Linked DNA regions of Mus musculus: region 2 is linked to region 1. Evidence: chromatin contacts called from public Micro-C data. All regions are on one chromosome and are shown on one strand. The core of a region is the stretch at or near the end of the contact, and the rest is flanking DNA. Distances in the headings are between cores, read along the strand shown.

The links. Hi-C and Micro-C count contacts between places; a contact is called where the count stands out from the background.
Region 2: a Micro-C map of embryonic stem cells shows a contact between it and region 1, with 1.5 times the contacts expected there. The contact joins the promoter of Dmtn here to the promoter of Slc39a14 in region 1. A contact is called at or near these places in 5 of 484 Hi-C or Micro-C datasets (all in embryonic stem cells) and 1 of 115 datasets of contacts at active chromatin or transcription factors (embryonic stem cells).

What each region holds. Positions count from the first base shown.
Region 1 is chr14:70,350,090-70,352,789 of GRCm38.p6, reverse strand. Slc39a14 (solute carrier family 39 (zinc transporter), member 14) reads left to right here and starts at 1,366. Exons shown (of 10, transcript NM_144808.4): 1 at 1,366-1,510.
Region 2 is chr14:70,625,677-70,628,376 of GRCm38.p6, reverse strand. Dmtn (dematin actin binding protein) reads left to right here and starts at 1,312. Exons shown (of 16, transcript NM_001252662.1): 1 at 1,312-1,638.

The DNA.
Region 1 (2,700 bases), core at 117-2,616:
TTTACAGAAAGGGTCTCAGGTAGTTCAGGCATGGTCTCAAATTCATTAAGGGGCCCAAGGCTGACTTTGAACTTGTGATACTTGTCCCCACTTCTCCAGTGCTGAATTACAGGTGAGCATTACCAGAACCGGTTGCTGGCCTCGAACTCATGGCTTTGGTGCGGTCTAAGCATACACTGAACCAAAAATCCCCCTTTTACCTTTTGAGAAAGGAGCTCACTAAATTGCCCCAGCTGGCCTTGAACTTGAGATCCTTCTGGCTCTAGAGTAGCTGAGATTATAGGTGTGCACCACCAGGATTGGCTATTACCTCACCAACCCCCAGCCCCACACTCTGGTGCTCTAGCCAGCCCGCAAGAGCAAGCTGCCATTGAGCTGAGTTCTTCCTGCCACCTGTTCTAGGGACATGGAGTTCTACTCCTATCACTTCCTTTTTGAGGGAACTTTCCCCAGCACTTAGATGCCATCTCTCTATTGAACAAATCTAGAGATACCACAGCCAGCTGGACACACTCCCTGTGCTAGAACAGAAACCCCCGCCATTCACTGGTTCCAGTGCCACTTGAGGTTCTTCCATGGGGCCCTCCCTGCCCCAGGTGACAGTTGGTTAAGCGATAGAGGAAATAATCCTAATATCCAGCTGAATAGAACAATAAGAGTTTAGTGGGTGGTTTATTTTTCTCAAGAAATTTGCATATACAAGGCTCAGTATCCAACACAATAGGCCCTTCCTACAGCGGAAGAGACTCCCTCCCAGGACAAACAAAACCTAAGGCTTGACCTCGCTCCTTAGGAATCTGATTAACTGTGAGAAAGAGGTGCGAAACTCTGAAAAAAAATGAATATGATCTTTTATTTGGATCGTTACAAGTTATTTTAATTCTTTTGGTTGGCTGGGGTAGGCAAAAAAAAAAAAAAAAAAAGCAGTTTATGAAGCGCTCCATCCTGCTTACAGAATATTTTAGAATTGGAGAAAACAGAAAAGTCTCTTAGATTCATCAACAGTGTTAAAACCACAAATGTCTACCAAGAGAGGGGCACTCTCCCTCAGGAGCGACAGGATGGAAGGTCACGCTGTGAGTTTCCCACAAAAGGGGCTAGGAAGGACAGATGGGAGGTTTCCAGAGAATAGCGGAGCCTGCAGGGCCTCCGTGAGTCAAGGATGGAATTCATCAAGGAAGGGTGGATGAAGCTAGAGAGAGCTAGGATGCGAGCCGGGGATGCACAACGCTGGAGGACCAGGTTGGCCAGGGTAACGACGCTGTTAGCTGGCGGTCCCACGTGGCAGGCCCGGGGGAGCGGGGCGGGGCAGCAGGCGGGGGCGGGCCCAGCGGTGACGCGCAGGGTATATGGCCGGGCATGCGCATGCGGCGGGGGCCGGACGTAGAGAGGGGGCGCGTGGCTGTTGGCGGGGACGCACCCACTCAGTAGCTGTGTCGCCCGCTGCCTTGGGGGGGGGGCCCTGGATAGTGAGGCTGCGTGGGCCCGACTGCCGGCTGGAGGACTTCAGGTGAGGACGGACCGGGCGCAGGCAGGATGGGAAGTCGGGCGCCTCCGGGTTAGGGGGGACACCGGGTGGGGGTTGGAGACACCGGCACGCCGAGGACCCAGAGTCTTTTCGGGAGGCCGCGCACTCCCTGAGCCCAGTCCTGGTAGCACCTGATTGCCGTGCCACGGTGGCGAGGAGAAGGAGGTCACTGCGCTGTCCCTTCAGCTGCAGGGCCCGGGATGTGTGAACCAGAGAAGGACGCCGGGGAGGTCGATAGCTGCTCAGAAAGGCTGAGATGAGCTTTCTAGAGCCCCAGGACACAGAGCGCAGAGGAAGCGGAGTAGATGGGTAGATCAGATGCTCTGCGGTGGCGGCTGCTCGGGGGCTCTGGTGTCTGGATCTTGCATCCCAGGAACCTATGTGTCCTTCTCCCTGCCCCACGCCAGACCACCCTCCGGCTGGAGAGTGATGCCCGATTCTTCTGGTTGGCTTGGGCAGGAGTGGATAACCGCAAGGGTGGCACCGCGCTGAATTCTCCCCTGACTAACGGCAGCGATGCCTCTTGGGCTCACTTAGGTTGGGACTGACCAAATTAGGTGGTCTGGTTACCGGCTGCTCCCTCTTAGAGTTTTAAAGCTATAGCTAAAGTAGCCATCAGACTCACCTTGTGATCCTGAGGTAGATTCTAAGCCGGAAAATTGCCTCTCTGGGTTGTGGGTTCAGCTTTAAGAATCTTCTGTCACCCCGGGGCCTAGATTCTAAGCTGATCTGTAGTCTAAATAGTTACATGGCTTGTGCGTTCAAGAGAACTCTCAGTTTGGTTTGGTGAGGGGTGGAGTGCTTTCCTGTGGCCTAAATGGAAGGATAGAGGCAGGAGCACTTTGGCAGGCCCCTCTTCGTGAAGTAACCTGGCTTTGGAATTGTAGCATTAGCTCTTTTTAGCCCCTGGTCATTGGGATAGATATATTTGCTGGAGGTGCTGATTTTAGGGGACGATAGAAACTGGCTCCGGAGTGACTATCTGGTCACTATTCTGGTTCAGGTTAGTACTGAGACCAGCCTGAATTGTCTATCCAAAAGATGTACAATTCCGTACTCCTTACCTATTAAAACAAATCTTCAACACTGAGGGGTTCCAACGTGCCTCCTTGGCCAAACAGCCAGAAACATGTCCAGAATCACAACTTCTGACAACTAGAATTAAAAGCCAT
Region 2 (2,700 bases), core at 63-2,562, 280 kb before region 1:
ATACCCCACGCAGATCTCCTTGGGACTGGATGTCCCTCCCCTAGCCCAGGTGGGGTTTTGTTTGTTTGGTTTTGTTTCTGTTTGTCTGCCCCTTCCACAGGGCCCACAGTGGCTGCATCCCAGCAGCTAAGCCTGGATTCCCGGTCCTCCTTCCCCCTTTCACGGCCACTCAGCTACCTGCCTTCTGTCATTTCTCCTTCTGCCCAAGCCACCTTCAGGTTACAGTCGTCCCTGTCCTCTGCTACTCCAGATACACCCCTCCCTTCCTGTCTCCTCCAGTCCTCTTTTCTTTGAAGACGGTCGGTCGGTCGGTCGGTCGGTCGGATGCTGAGGCCATAGTCTTACCTGTCTCCTTCAAGCCCCTCCCCCTGAGATTTTTTTTTCCATTCAGAAACCCCAGAGCCCCCTCTCCAGATCCTAGCTTTGCCCCAATAGCTGCTGCTATCATCAGCTGACCGGCTGTGGGCAGTGGTTACCAGGGCAACGGCAAGGCTGCCTAGGTAGGCAAGTCTGCAGCCGACATGGAGGTGGGGAAGAGGCCAGTTAGTGCTAATAGGGGTTAGAGGGCTAGGCTTTCTAGATGCACCCCAAAGCCAACATTGGAGGCCTGGAATGGTTGAAGTTTTGCCACAGAGAGAAGGCATGTCTCTTTGGAATATGGATGCCATCTGATAGAAAGCTTCCTTTTGCAAAAACAGCTTTCCTGGGAAAAATCGGTCCTTCATTCTCTCCCTGGCCCCTACTACGATCCCCAGGGGATCAAGTTTACAGAAAATCCAATCTGAATCTGATGTATTTATGACCTGGTTCCTTCCATCCTTCTATCTGTCCTCCTCAGAGAGGGTTAATGTTTGGATGGCCAATTCGGGTGCCCCTGCTGTTCCCTGTCCCAGAGGTGGGGGGATCCCCCACAGAGCCTCTCATCTGCTTCTGGAAGATGGTGGAGCATTATGAATGGGGTTTGAATTGCAGGTTCTTGGAGAGCCGGGTGGGCATAGCTCCCCTCAGTTATCAGTAACAGCCGCTAACTTGAACTCTGCTGGAGAGGCTCTGAGTGTGGATATTGCAGAGCCGGGATATGGGAAAGGGGGAAAACGCAGCGCAGCCGATTCTGCTTCGTCATGATGCCAGCGAATGAGCCCCTTGTTTGAAATGGATCAGCTGCAGCAGCAGCAGCTGAGATGAACTGGACCAGCAACACGCCCAAACGCACACACTCACACACCCTGGGGCCCGCCACTATCAGTTGTTGGTGGGGAGGGGCCCGGGGCCCGCCCGCCCAGAGACCGCTCCTCGTCCTGCCCGCCCACCAGACACCAGACTCGGACTCCCCAGCTCCGGGAACCCAAGCCGGTGGCTTGCAGAGCAGCAGGGGACTGGTGAAGCGGGTGGGGGTTCAGGAGGGAGATCAGACCGCTGAGCTGAGACCAGCTCCCCTCCTTCGCCAGCTCCCACCCCACCCACCCACCCTAAGCCGGCTTTCTTCCTGTTATTTGTGCTTCGTAAAGCGCGGCTGGGTTCCTGGAGAAGCTGCCTCTTACCTAGATTCCTGAGAAAACGCGGCCACCCAGTCGACCAGGGCCTAGCCTTTTGCTTCCTGGGGCTTCAGAGAGCCTGGGCCCCACTGTCTGGGAGGAGGTAGGTGACAGGGTCTTTTGCCTCTCTTTCTTTACGTAGGTATTTTGGGCTGTACCTCTGGATCTGGCCATGGTTTTGGGTGATATCAGAGATGCTAGGACAGGGTCAGCTTTGGAAAATGGTCAGTGGGAGAATAGGCCTAGGTGGCCAGACAAGGTGCTCAGCTGGGTTTGACCCGATCAAACTCCCTTTTTATTTGGGAGGAAGGATCTAGGCTGTTGCCGTGCAAAGAGTCCATATGGGCCCCAGCATTCCCTTTCATGGACACCCCCCCCCCCAAGCTTCTGTGGCCAGAATTTCAAGGGGTGGGAGCATGGGGCACAGTCTGTGGAGGGAGCTGTTAGCTTTTTGCTGAATGATGCAAGACATCTTTGGCAGCCTCCCTCCCGCCAGGCCAGGTGCCCTCTGGAGTGGCAGGGGTCCATTGAGGGGGCCAAAGCCGCTGGTTTCCAGCCCACTCTGGAGCCCCTCCTAGCTGAGGTTAGCCTGGTTAGGGTAGGGATTCGTCGAAGAATGAGGCTGTGTAGCAGGGTGTGACTGCAGAGCTTAGCCTGGCTCTCTGCCTGCGAGCAGCTAGTGTACTGAGAGAGACTGGGTGCTGAATAAACCTGGAGAGCCCCGGGGGTCCTAAGGGATTCCTTTCTCGGCACCAGACACGCCATACTCCTTTGCTGGGCAGGCACACCTGTGCGTCTCCTCCCAGAAGACTGGTTGCCAGGCTGTAGGTCTAAGACAAGCAAGGCAACGGTGCAGTGGGAGTGGAGGGATGTGGGGATGGGTCAGGTGAGGGCACTGGGAGTATTGGGGTTCACGTGCTCAGAACAGGGATGGGTTCAGCAGGCCATGCCAGGGAGCTGTGAGCACAGATGACGGGTGCCAAGGGGAGGATCAGTGGGTGGGTGCAAGTAGGTGTCCTTAGCACCATGTGTCATTGTGTGGGGGTCTGGCAGGGAGAGTGGGCGAGTGCTCTGGCAAGGAGGGCGGCAGAGTCCCTGTGTGCACCCATGTGCAGTTCTGTCAGCAGCCATGTGTTGGGCAGAGCTCTTCTGTCTTCTGCATGTA